Linked DNA regions of Mus musculus: regions 2 and 3 are each linked to region 1. The links are chromatin contacts, called in public Hi-C and HiChIP or PLAC-seq maps. All regions are on one chromosome and are shown on one strand. Each heading gives the region's core, a stretch centred on a gene start, on an enhancer-like site or on the middle of the called end of the contact. The rest is flanking DNA. Distances are from core to core; before and after follow the strand shown.

Evidence for each region. A called contact is a pair of places that touch in the nucleus more often than the background predicts. HiChIP or PLAC-seq counts read pairs in DNA pulled down with a chosen protein or histone mark.
Region 2: a Hi-C map of the N1E-115 cell line shows a contact between it and region 1, with 10 times the contacts expected there. The contact joins the enhancer-like site here to the promoter of Samd5 in region 1. A contact is called at or near these places in 7 of 39 promoter capture datasets (the 3T3-L1 cell line, 3T3-L1-derived adipocytes, cranial neural crest and 2 more), 8 of 484 Hi-C or Micro-C datasets (the N1E-115 cell line, cerebellum, cerebral cortex and 4 more), 11 of 115 datasets of contacts at active chromatin or transcription factors (astrocytes, embryonic forebrain, embryonic hindbrain and 8 more) and 1 of 9 other capture datasets (embryonic stem cells).
Region 3: an H3K4me3 HiChIP or PLAC-seq map of forebrain shows a contact between it and region 1, with 6 times the contacts expected there. The contact joins the enhancer-like site here to the promoter of Samd5 in region 1. A contact is called at or near these places in 7 of 39 promoter capture datasets (the 3T3-L1 cell line, 3T3-L1-derived adipocytes, cranial neural crest and 4 more), 3 of 484 Hi-C or Micro-C datasets (cerebral cortex and embryonic stem cells), 17 of 115 datasets of contacts at active chromatin or transcription factors (acute myeloid leukemia, a beta-TC-6 cell line, craniofacial prominence and 12 more) and 2 of 9 other capture datasets (adipose tissue and embryonic stem cells).

What each region holds. Positions count from the first base shown.
Region 1 is chr10:9,672,793-9,677,202 of GRCm38.p6, forward strand. It overlaps Samd5 (sterile alpha motif domain containing 5), which reads right to left and starts at 2,416. Exons shown (of 2, transcript NM_177271.3): 1 at 1,713-2,416. The coding sequence starts at 2,171.
Region 2 is chr10:8,953,922-8,958,331 of GRCm38.p6, forward strand. No RefSeq gene overlaps it. Among named protein-coding and RNA genes, the nearest start is that of Gm51794, 53 kb to the right of the region's middle. Within about 2 kb of position 2,175, at least 35 of the 459 cell types and tissues checked have an H3K27ac peak or open chromatin away from gene starts, as enhancers often do. A contact at or near this core is called in the N1E-115 cell line, embryonic limb bud and oligodendrocyte precursor cells, where this site is marked.
Region 3 is chr10:9,116,145-9,120,554 of GRCm38.p6, forward strand. No RefSeq gene overlaps it. Among named protein-coding and RNA genes, the nearest start is that of Gm51794, 110 kb to the left of the region's middle. Within about 2 kb of position 1,902, at least 62 of the 459 cell types and tissues checked have an H3K27ac peak or open chromatin away from gene starts, as enhancers often do. A contact at or near this core is called in cerebral cortex, embryonic brain, forebrain and 3 more, where this site is marked.

The DNA.
Region 1 (4,410 bases), core at 1,166-3,665:
AGCACCCAACACTGCACTATAGTAGTCCTGAAGATTGAACCAGCCATAGCTACTATCTGCCTTCTTTGTGTCCAGGTTTTGAACTGAGCCCTCCCATGGGCTCGGTTACACATCTCTCGGTGCAAGCTCTCTTTACTTTCTGGTATATTAGTAACAAACAGTGAGTTGGCCTCCTGCTCCTTTGGTAGTGGACTAAATTTCTGTTCCGCTGACCACAATCCTTCTAACCACACTGGGCATCCTTCAGGCTCGTACAGCATGTGCCTGAGCTTCTCCATTCCTGATCCCAACACCCATCAATGGTCCTGTCAGAGTAGGTGTCTGGGACAGGTGCTTGAGGCAAACCTTCTTTCTAATCTATCCTCCTTATAAAAGCAATTTGTATTCTCAGGCAGGTGATCATGGTTGACCACCCCGACCACCCACTACCTGCAAGACAGCAGGTGGATAATATTAAACCATTATTTCCTTTTACTGTATCTACTTTGTGCACCAGTAGCCCTTGAACTTGACCATTAGGCATTATGACCTTCAGTCCAGCCCCCTGGGGCTAATGCCACCCACACAGCATTTAGACCAGATATTTCCTCCCATGATGCTTAGATGTTAACACACCTAGCCTGCTGCATATTCTTCAACTAGGCTTCTCCAGGCCCCTTGTTTTCAGGCTGAGATGCTCATTTTCCTGAGTTCCAGGCAATGCCAGACATTACCTGTGCTGTCAGCATCTCTGCCAAATTGGCACTCTCTAGGAGGACAGCTTCAGAAACTAAGCCAAACCTATTCACTTCACTAAGCCAAACCAACCCACTTGAAGCTAGAGACAGCACTCTGGTGTAAAAATGCACTTTCTGGTACTTAATTGTTCAAACCTCATGCCACATGTCTGCGTGCCACACAGAGCGGCCATGAGAACGTGTAGCCTGCTCTCACGTGTGAGGATTGCTTTCTAGGTACTGAAATGTCACCTCTTCCTGGCCTTCCTTACACATGTGCCTTGGAGTTTTGAAAAGAATCTATCTTCCTTTCATCTGAATCACTAGTGATACCACAGACCCCAGATGACCCGTTTGCTCAGCATCCCATTACCCGGAATCCTTAAGCTTTAGGAGCCTCCTGTGAATAGGCACAAGTTTTGTGTTTAGCACGCCCCCCCCCCCCACCACCACCACACACACATAGGTTCCTGTTAATGGGACACTTCTCCATAGCATGGAATTGAGAACAGCAGGCCCTGAATTCCCCTACTCCTTTGGCAATAGTCACCCACTCCTCTTGGAAGTTTCTCAAAACTCAGAAGAAAAAAGTAAAGAAAAAGAGGAAGGTTGAAAATAAGGCAGATGTGACCCATCTTTTTTTTTTTTTTCACTCTTCCAAGCCAGACACTACTAGAGGCATTAGGATTTCCCAGAGGCATTAGGATTTCCCGGTGGCCACCAAAAGCAAGCACCCATTGCTCAGAACCTGACAATCGAGCCCATATGCTAGGGTGCTGTTAAGAGTTGTCTACATGCAAAATATGAGTGAGCAGCTATTATTAGAGACGCCAGCACAGAAGGAATAGATAGATAACGCAGAAAACGGGAGAACCAGACACCCCGAACACCCTGGTTTCTCAATTGTCACCTAGACTGACTGCTGAGCCGCTGCAGAAGCTCCAGGCCTGGTTCCCTCCCGCCATGCCCAAGGTCGCCCTGGCGGGGCCTCCTTACCTTGCGTGAGTATGGGGGTTTGCTCAGGTGGATGCCATCGCGGACCAGCTTATCCCGGATCATGATCTTCAGCTTCAGCTTAGGGTAGCTCACCAGCTCCCTGCTGCAGGGAGCGCCCGGCTGGCCACGGGGGTCCCCGCGAGTGCCCTGGGCTGAGCTGCCACATGGCTCCCCCCGGCGGCCTGGGGGCACCGCTTCTACCAGCGGTGCCGGTGGCACGGGCTGCGGTTCAAGGGTGAAGTAGAGGCCGGCAGCGGCCGCATCCTGTTCCCGCAGCCGGTGCACAGCCTCTAGGATGCGCCGGCGGTGCGCGGGAGCCAGCACCCCGATGGCGTCCAGGTCCGGGTCTCCGATCTGCTTGCACACTTCCAGGTCATCGTAGCCATTATCCACGAAGGACTCAGCGTACTGTGGGAGCTGTAACGCTTTCAGCCACTCGTAAACTATGTTGGTGCACATGGCTGAGACTCGGAACTCGCCAGCGAGTACCCAAGTGACACGGGCGGCACCAGTTCTTGCAACTTTTAATCCTCTCCTGGAAAGGGGTGGGGAGAAGAAACAGCAGGAAAAGTTTCTCCCTTAGTGGTTAGGCTCCGGCCGCAGAGTCAGAGCCATAGAAAGCAGCCGGGGAGGGAGCGAGAGAAAACGAGGAGCGTCTAGCGGCGAAGTGGATTCCCCGAGCAGGCGCGGCGCTCGCGGGCACTGGCGGCTGGGCGAGCGGCTGGGCTCCGCGCCGCCCCTGGATGCGCGGCCACCGCGGGGAGGGGCGCGCAGGCGGGGCCGGGCACACCCCTCGCACCCGCGCGGGTCACCGTCGCGCTGCGCCGCCCAGGAGGTTCCCCAGCTGGGGCAGTCTGGGGAGTGCTCGCTGCATGTCGCTATCTGGCCGGCTCCGTGGACGTCTGCAACCGGGTCCCACGCCGTGGAGGCGGCTCCGGCGGGCAGACCGGTGGATGATGGCGAGCGCCTGGTCTGTGCGCTTGTCAGTCACTGTCGTTCCCGGGGTCACGGTGACCCGGTGGCTATTAAGCTTCCGGACTCCGGTGGCTGCCCTGGATATCTTTCGACATTTCTTTTGAATCCGACTTCTCCAAACCCCTAGATTTTTTTTTCTTCGCTCAGTTCCCAAGCCAGTGGGTACTCTCGCCTGGGTGTCCAAGGGGAGGACCCGGTCACTGGTCCTGAGAGAAGCTGTTGAGTCCAGTGTCCCTTCTCCTTTCCCGATGCACGTAGAATGTCCTTTCAAAGGAGCGGGTTGCTAAGGCTCCACAGGCACGGTGTGTCTGGCTCTGTGGTGCTGCGCTCTGTGCCCCAAGCAGCTGCGTTTTGGCAGCAGGGTGGGAGCGACGTGGGGACTGTCCAGCCTGATGGGCGCGAGGCCCCTCCTCGCTATAACTAGTCACACCGGGTGGGTGTCGGGAGGGGCACGACTGCTCCCGATTGCCTCTCCCTCCAAGGCCATCTGACCTGCGAAAGTTTGGGGTGGGTTGTTACTTTCTCCTCCTCGGTCAGCGCATCCCTACCTGATCGGCATCCCTCCCCACCCCCACCTTCCTTCCAGCCACACAAGCACACCGCGTTGTGTCAGACCCCCTCAATCTCTCCCTGCCTTTTTGCTTTCTATTCACTTCGCGTTACAGCTCTTCTGCCCCAGGTGGCTCCCTGCCCAGGGACAAGAGAGGTTTTCTGCCTCCGAGACAGGGACCACAGCCGACTCCCCCTTCTCTGCCCCAGGGTCGCGTGTTAATTGATACACCACCACATACACCACCACGCAGCTGTGTTAAAGAGAACACTAGGGCATCTAGCACTTCTGCCTAGATGGGAGTAACAAAATTAACCGAGATTCCCTCCTGGTGCCCATGGCCCAGCTTTGAATGGAGGCGGGGGAGTGGGGAGGAGAAGGGCGACCCCCCGGAGTTCCTAGGCCTCTTTTCACTTCGTCTGATCTTTGGGGAAGCAGTTAGAACCTTAAGAAACCTTGCAGGCAGCAACAATTTCCTTTTCACAAAAGTAACACTCAGCTTCACTCTAGAGCCAGACCTGGCCAATACCCTTCCTGAAAGAGTCCTTCTGGGGCCCTACCTGTCTCTAGGCACAACACTAATGATGGCACTGCCCATCCGTGGCTTTAGAGTCGTTCCCCGTGGCTCCAGGACCGTTGGCTGTGGGTAAGGGACTCTCTGTGCCACGTTTCCACTAAATTAGTGAAGCTTAAACCCCTCTTGGGACAGACACTGAGAATCAAACTAACTCTCTCTCTCTCTCTCTCTCTCTCTCTCTCTCTCTCTCTCTCTCTCTCTCTCTCCTTTATGGTCTGTAAAATACCTGATATGGGTGAACCCAAAATGCGTCCCGTATTTCTACAATAGCTGGGGCCTATATGCTGAGTCCCAAGCTCCTGGATCCAAACGTCTCATACTGAAAAATAGCTACCAGGAAGAACCTTCTGTTTGGGAAGAAGAAAGACTACAACGCGGGTAGTCACGGAGCCGTGTCTGCCCGCAGTCCTAGATCACCCGCGTTTCCGTGTTCAGAGACTAGATTATGGTTCTGATCCTGGAGCAAGGCTCTGGGTTACCCCGGACCCTCCCTACCTAGCACGGATTGTAACTTGCCCTCCGTCCCTTGCCAAAGCAAGCTCACAGTGCCCTCTTGTGTCCAAGTGCTGGAATTTTAAGGCGTTGCCCAAGTCCCA
Region 2 (4,410 bases), core at 925-3,424, 720 kb before region 1:
TATGATCAAGGTAGGAACTCCCAAACTGGGGGATCAATGGTGTCACCTCTGGCAGACGTTACTGCAGCCACAGTCCTGGGCAAAGCTACAGTCATCGGTTTTAATGGAAGCTGTTAATGTCACCTCCATCAGAATGGTTGCCTTGGGCTGGCATTCTGAGCCCTGCACAGGTGTTCTTGGCCAACACTGTAATGCAGGCCATTATGCTATCAATGAGGCATAGATGTGTTTTCTGTCTGAACTCAGGGGCGGTGCACCTGCCAAGTGTATAACTCTGCAGGCCCAGGTCTACGGGCATCAAGATGCTGTTCTAGCTCAGTGGTCCAGAGCACTGCCGTCTGTTTCCCTAGGACAGGAGATTTCAGGGGCTGGGGACATAGCTCAGTTGCTAGAGTGCTCACCTACCATGCATGAAGCTTGGTGTTTGATCTCCAGCTCCACATTGGGTGTGATGGCATATGTCTGATATCCTCACACTTGGCCAGCAGAACGACAGGGGGCAGGGGGAGTAACCAAAGATGCTGGCTTCTCAAAAGTTAGACTCCTTTAAGAACAGGGGGCACAGCCTGTCATCTTCTGCTTTTGCTGGGAACACAGTGGTACTGCCTGCATACACAGGGTTTCTCTTGGGCATTTACTAGCTACCAGGTACCCCAGAGAAGCCAACATCAGTCATGCTAAGAAGTCTGTCTCCAGATGCCTTGTCATGATTTTTTTTTTTTTTTTTTTTTGCTGCTTCTCGTCTTCTCTTCCACTTAGTTCTGAAATGTCTCTCAAAGCTCATTATGGTCACCTCTCCCAAGGGCCTTGTCTCAACAACACAGAGCTTCCAGATGTTGAATGTCGCCCCAAATTTACTACACTGCCAACTTCTACTCTGCTAAATGCAAAACATCCATTCACTGAGCACTTTGTTATCAGACTTGGTTTCTTGGCTCTACCTGATGGTCAACTCTGTTCTTCCTCTAGATAGTAGCGGTAGGCACTGCATTTGGCCTCCTGGCCTTCCCTGGCACTGCCATCAGGCTGTAGATCCCCACTGCTGGGAGGGGCCACTAAGTGATATAGCATTTTCTTTGTCCCGTGGCCTTAATGACCCGACAGGGGTGAGGATAGTGACTGAGGAGGGAGATGGAGTTCTTCTCAGCATGAGAGAGTGATTTAGAGCTGATCTTGACCTTGAGAATGAGCTTGTCTGGCTGTCTGTGGAAATCTTGGTCTGATACAGGAGCTCAGTGGTATGAAAGAAGGTCAGTTCCCGGCCATAGTACTGCTTTCTCATTGATAAGACATGCACTGGGACGTGTGTGTGTGTCTGTGTGTGTGTGTGTGTGTGTGTGTGTGTGTATGTGTGTGAAAGAGAGAGAGAGAGAGAGGCAGAGAGACAAAGAGAGACAGAGACAGAGAGAGACAAAGAGACAGAGAAAGACAGTGGGACAGAGACAGAGAGACATAGACACAGACACAGACTGAGAGACAGACACACATAGAACAGAGACACACACACAGACACACAGAAACACACAGAAACACACAGAAACACACACACACACACACACACACACATATAGATATAGGGGGGGGGATCTGAGAAGTGGGAAAAAGTTTTGCTGGGAATCTGAGTGGATCAAACTTGCAGTACCCCTAACAGAGACAATTCAGGACACAATCTTTTGTCTCTTGTCTACCCATCACCTGTTAGCCAATGGAGAAAAGATCGTGAAGACAAATGGACGTTTTCTTCCATTTCCTTCTCCTCCCCACCCCCACCATGCATGACTTCACATTTTTTCCCTCCTTTTCTGCCTGTTGTTTGACTGATGGTTTCAGTGGCAGCGTGAAGGGGTGGTACTAACCTTGTTGTCTGCCTCCAGCCCTCCCCAGAGGGATGTGGTTTCTTCTGGGTAGCACTGGCTGTCATTCCTGAAGCCTGCTTGTGAGCCTTGAAGATTTGGGCCAGCAGCTCTGGGCCCTGGTGGCACAGTGGCTGTTCTACATGGCTGGGCTCTCGCTGCAATAAATCTCTTGACAAGCAATTTGCTTCCACCACCTGTACCTAGAAATCCTTTGCTCCATCTGTGAAATGCAATCGGTTCCCTCTGCTCCTGGGATCTGTCCAACCCAAAGCCGGATTTCCCTTCAAGCTGGCAGCTGCAGGTGCTGCAACTGGCCTCCTGGCCTGGCCTGACACTGCCTTCCATCATTATCAAGGGAGCCTGTGTGCAGGGGAACTCCCACTGCTGGGCAGCTTCCACTCATCAAACATGGCCCTGTTTTGAATTTCCACTTAGTGAGTAACATAGTCTGATCATCTGTCCTGTCTCCTAAGTATGTGGGGATGTGTGTAAGTGGGAGACAAGCAAGCCCACAAACACACTGAAGACCCAACCTGTATTCATGGAAAATAGATGCCACACTGGTATGCCTCTGACTCAGGAAGGGGTGTGTGTGTGTGTGTGTGTGTGTGTGTGTGTGTGTGTGTGTGTGAGTGTATGTGGTGTGTGTGTGTGAATGTGTAGTGTGTGTGTGTCCACTTGGTTGGGTGTAGTGCCTTCTATTTATAATCCTAGCACTTGGGATTTTGAGACAAGAGGATTATTACTATAAGTCATGGAAGACATAGTAGGTTCCAGGCCAGCTCAAATCACACACTAAGGCCCTTGCTCAAAAGCCAAAAATCAGGCTGGCGAGATGGCTCAGTGGGTAAGAGCACCAACTGCTCTTCCAAAGGTCCTGAGTTCAAATCCCAGAAACCACATGGTGGCTCACAACCACCCATAATGAGATCTGACTCCCTCTTCTGGTGTGTCTGAAGACAGCAACAGCATACTTATTTATAATAATAATAATAAATAAATCTTAAAAAAAAAAGCCAAAAATGTCAAGCTGTCTGATGTCTTTCCACGCACTTCTTCACCTTTGACTGTATAATTTATCTATGCCATAAGGAAAATATATTAAGTTAGGTATGTGCTGGGTTAAGGTGGTACAGTGATTTAAAAGCCAGCCCTGGCTCCACCATCATGCAATACACGGCAGCAGCAACAGAAACAACAACAACACAAATAGCACCAATGGAAAGGGCCAGCGTGGGCTAAAGGCATGTTTTTGAGGTCTTTAATGGGCAGCTAATGTGTGTGTTTGGCTAGGATGACAAGGATGGGTGGTATTTTACTCTTGCTTTGAAACATCAAGAAAGAACAAAAGCTGGACTCCCATTGTCTGTACCTCCGAGGTCCACAGGAGTTTAAGGACAGTTTATACCATGGCCATGGGCAAGCCTGCCCCTTTGGAGGATTTTTGGCAGAGCCAGAGCTATATAAATTTTTCTAGTGGTAGGTGCTGTTTTGCATGATTCTATGTTCTTCTTCAACAGAGTTGCCTCAGCATGACCATCCCCTTAATCTCTAACCCCAGGGTTTCATAATGGTGCCTGAGCACTGTTTAGTCACAACATACACGAGAAAGGTAACGGAGATGAACAGAGAATGGGCAAAATGTCAGGTGGTTTGCTTGGGGCCATGACAACCATGAAATGAGTAAACATTTAATTTGAGGTTGAGGTCAACAGGAAAGCTGCTAATCTCTTGTAACAACGACATGTGATACAAGCCTTCCTGAGGCACCTCGAGCTGAGCTTGCAGTCCAGAAATGCCAGAATTATGGCCATTATGATAGGTGTTTAACTCACATTGAATTATCTCAAGTAGAAGGTGATAATGTACCACGGTGAGGTATAGCTAAAAGCTTTCTGTGTTTGGCTGATCACCAAGTTTGCGGCCAGATGGACGACACCCACCCGGTCTTGTGTGTGCCCATTTTGGTAGTCCCTGTCTCCTTGGTTAGTAGTTTAGAGGTCTAGGTAAGAGGCGCACTAGATGCCTCAGCCTGATTTGAAGGAGTATGAATCTGAAATAAAGACGGGGTCGCCTAAACTGTGAAGCCAAGAAAAGACACACAAGGCCCAAAGGCTCAAGAGCAGTCTCAAGTCATACTATTACTTCTCTTCCCTCTTCCTCCTGACAAAGTCACTTAGAGAAATGGCTACTATTGCCTTTCTAGCTTTGGCCATATCATTTAATGTCTGTGCATCTCAATTCCACATCTGTGAGATGGGTTCAATGAAAACACCCACTGAGGGGTTTCTAATAGAAATATAAGGAGACAACTGAATGCAAACTACATAGGGTGAAGTGTAGTCCCAAGCAGTTCAATACACACTAAACTACCATTATTGATACCGTGTCAACTCAGGAAAATCAATGCTTTAGTTAGGGTTCTTTAGTTTGATAATTCTGAAAAATGGTTCACTGCAGTACGGAGTGCCATGTGCATTCTAACGAGTAGAAAACAGAGAACCAAGCACTCAATTATGAAACAAGCAGTTTCTATGGGCTTGGCAGTGGGTGG
Region 3 (4,410 bases), core at 652-3,151, 560 kb before region 1:
CATTTGGGAAGATCAACATATTCACCACTTCTGATCTGTCCATTCACTTCTCGGAGATTATCCTAAAGATTATCAGAAATGGGGACACATTTAACAATCAGTTGACATGCTCACAATATATGGAAATGCTGGAGGATGGAAAGCTCTTCCCAAGCTCACAGACAGATATGTGTGTACTCGTCTCATTGTCAACACTGCCCACGTGACTTCCTTAATATTCTATGTTGTATTTGAAGATACATTTTTTTTCAGACAACTGGAATATGTCTTGCCATAGTTTAAATCTGTCTTTGAACTTGTGAAGACATGCTGAATAGCTTTGCAAAATTCCTTCATTAAATGAAAAACTTTTATTTGTTTATTTACTTTAGTCCAACGTTTTCTTTCTTCTTTCAGTGCTACTGGGGCTAAGGCTGTTTTACATTGTACATCTCAGGATCAACACTGTTTCCTGTCTGGCTGTGGGCATTCTAGCTGGCCTGACACAGAGAAATGAACGCACAACTGTGCACAACTGCGGTTTCATGAGAGACTCTCCACACGTCTGTGGGTGTAGAAAAGAGTGAGTGGCAGTCTGGTGGGGACACATGTAAAGAGAAGGGACGGGTTGCACTTGGCTGTGTGCAGCTGAATACCTCAGAGGAGGCTGCATGGAGGGCGGCAATCCATCCTCGCAGTTCAGGATCCACAGTTTGTGGTAGAAGGCAGGACAGGAGAGATTAACCTTCCCTTGTAAAACTCTTTTGGAAACGCATGTCCTAAATTGTGTTATTCTCTCTCTCCCCGCCCACGCCCTTTCTCCCTTCCTTCCTCCATCTCTTCTTTCTTCTATCTCTTCCTCCCTCCTTCCACCCCTCCCACTGTCTCTCCCTCCCTCTGTCTCTCCTTTCTTCCCTTCCTCCCTTCCACTCTCATTTTCTTCCCCCTCTCCTTCTCCATCTCCCCATCCCTCCTTTCTCTCTCCCTCTCCTCTTTCTTTTCGTTTTTTTGGAGAAAGTTTTCACATAGTGCAGGTTAGCTTCAAACTCCCCATGCAGACAAGTAAGACTATGTTGGATCCTGCCACCGTGTTTAGGTTTTACAGTGCTGTAGATCAAACCCAGAAACGCAGGACTTGGTGCATGATAGGCAAACACTCTGCCAACTATGCTACATCTCCATCCTCAGACCCCCATCTCTTAATTCTGTGACACGGCAACACCTGGACATCAGAATTGTCACATTTCAACCTTGGTGGACAGTATAAAGCAGGGTTTGAGAGATGAGTAGGCGGGCCACGGTGAGATGGGAGGATGAGGCTACAGAAACATGGGTCAACGTACAGAGGGGATCTGGAGAACAGATACTGAGAGCGTGAAGAGCTCTTCCACATGGTTGTAGGTAGAATACAGAAAAGCTTCCGAGGAGAATGGACGAGTGCTTGGCGGTCAGATCACAAAGGGCTAGGGAGGGACTTCAGATTCTCACCTGTAAACAGCCACGGCTCAGTGAATATGGCAAGTGTTCAGACTTTAGAATTAACCCCAAATGCAGACATTTTGTGGACTACAGCTTTCACGGATCCAATTAGAGGCACAGGCACCATATTTAATGAATGATGGACCCCGAAAGCACAGAAAGGAAGGCCTGCAATCAGAGCAGGAAGGGGTGGGAGGCGGGAGGCGGAAGGCGGGATGTGTCCAATCAGCTCCCTAGTAGCACTTTTTTTTTTTTTTTTTTTTTTAATGAATGGACTCGCACAGCAATTTTTAGGTAGATCCACATTGAAAAACACAGCAAAGGTTTTCTTTAAGTTTTCCCTTTTAAGTAATTAGGTAAATAACTGCCCCAGTTAGGTTTGAGGGAAAAGAAAACAAAAGAAGTCTGGAAGACTCCGCCCCTCACCCGCCCTCCCAACCCTGTGCTGTGCACTGAGCCTCCTTTTCCGCCCGCGTGAGCGAAGGGAGCCGCTTTTGAGAGAGCTGGAGGAGTTTCCAACAGACATCATTATAGCAAGGGAGAGAGAAAATACATTATTACTACTATTATTATTTTTCTACTCTGCAGCTGTGCTTGTCTAGGTATTGGCTAAAGAGAGAAGGGATTTTTTTTTCTTTTTTCCTCACAGACTGTAGCTTCCTGATTACCTAACCTAATGCTTGCTATTTTAGAGACAGCGCAACAGGGGAGCCAGATCTTATCTGTGACAAAGAATAAAGTCTGACTCCAAACAGCCAAATGAAATCCAAAGTTGTCTCCTAGCTACTGATCTTAGTTGGCATCTGAGAAATTCAGTAAATGACACTGATCCCCAGGAGCTAACCCCATGTCCTCTGACCCAGAACATCAAAGGGATTGGGATACACAAGGAAGAGGGGGGAAGCCCAGACCTAAGCTGCAGTTCTAGTTTTGAAAAAAAAAATTTTGATTAGAACGATAATAAAATTATGCGCAATGAAGGACATAGAAAAATTGGGAAAAGCTACCCTAGAAATGACATTATTTGTTTCTAAAACACACACAGACACGAATACAAACATACAAATAGACACAGATATAGCATATACACACATAGACACGCACACATATACAGAAACATGCACATACACAGAAACACACACATCACAGACATGTGCATATGCAGCACATACACATAGACACTCAGATACACACAGACACAACACATACACACATATACAAATACACAACACATACACATAGACACACACAAAGATAGACATAGCACAGACACAACACATACACACAGACATAATAAGACGCACAGACACACAGATATAAAACATACACACATATACAAATACACAGACACCACACACACACACACACACACACACACACACCTCCAAATAGGGCTCTGGCTTGGCTTACCTACCAAATAAAATGTTAGATAGATTTTTACCTCTTTTCTCATTTGGTTTAGTTCTTGCAGCTAAAGCCCTGCTTGTTCGGTAGATTTCAGAGTACAGGAAAATGACAAAAGCTTTCTTCATAAGGAGTCCAGGGGAAAGCAGGAGGGGAGAACTGAAATGATCCCACCACTCATTACTTGCTTGGACTAAGTAAGCATAGGGGATGAACCAAAAGACCTAATAATTAGTTTTTTAAGTAAAAATTTTCTGATTGAAAAGGGCAAGGCTGAAGAATAGAAGGGGCAGCAGATATAGCTTCTAACTGGAAGCGTTTAAGAAACACCTTATAATGATGGCTTCTGCCAGTTTGAAGGCCAGCCCAGAGTTAGAATGAAAGTGAAATCTATCCCTAGAAGACCTTTGATCAGCCACCACCCCCTGACAGAGTAAGCCCGTGCAGACACAGAAGCACTCCATCCTGGCATGGCGGAGAGAGCCCTACCACCACTCAATTAGACAAAAGGTGACACCCTGGGGTTTATAATTCTAGAGGAGCCCCGGCTAATTTATGCACCTGCCAGTGTGTGCCATGCCAAGTTAGAATCTCTTTTAACATTTTCATATACTTTCCTTCAAAAGTATTCATATTTATGAATGCCGGCTTGGTAATGCTATTCTCCTGCAGAGAAAAAGGAAATGTGTTCATCTTAGCATTTGTGCCTGCTTCCTCTACTTTCCTTCTTGTTTTAATTAACAATTGCTCAGTGCCCCAAGGGCTGTCATTAATTAAAAGATTAAAAAAAAAATCCTCCAGGAATAAGTAGGGCTGGTGTTTTCTTCTAACAAAACAAAACAAAACACCCCCCCAAAACAAAACCCAAACAAAAAAAAAACCCCAACACCCCCCACCCCCTGCCCAAAACAAAACAAAACCTAAAACCCGTGTTTGTTTTGAAGCTTGAGCTTGAATAGGGTTTTCCTTCAGAAGGTCCTTTCCTTGTGAGTAAATTCCTGTCCAAGTGATTTGGTGGTAGATCTTATGCAAATGGGAATTTCCAGTATAGGAAATAAAACACTTTTGATGTTTTATTAATTCCCGCTTTGCTTAGAGTTTGGTGAGTGAGTTTTCACACCATGGGCACGAGGCTTTGGTTGGAAAGAATACAGACGTCTGCGGCTGTTGCATTGGGAAAATGTGCAGGTTGGTTGATTCCTTTTTTTGTCATTGTTTAAGAAGTTTAATAAAAATCACCGATGGAAGCAGATTGAGGCAGGAGATGGGGCTTCAAGCAATTAGGCTGTAACTTACACTAATTACTATCTTGACCACTGATGGATTCTTCTTCTTTTTTTCTGCCTTTAGTCTATGAAAAAAACAGATTAAATAAGAGACCATAAAGGGACCAAAATGATTGCAAAGGTGGCTTAATGAAAAAAGAATAAAATGTTCTGCGGTTTTATGGAAGGTTATAAACCTTATGAAGTGAGCTATTTTCAGAGGATAAAATGCTGTTCTAAGAGTCACCCAAAACCTTCACCAATTGCAGGGATAGCAGTGTTT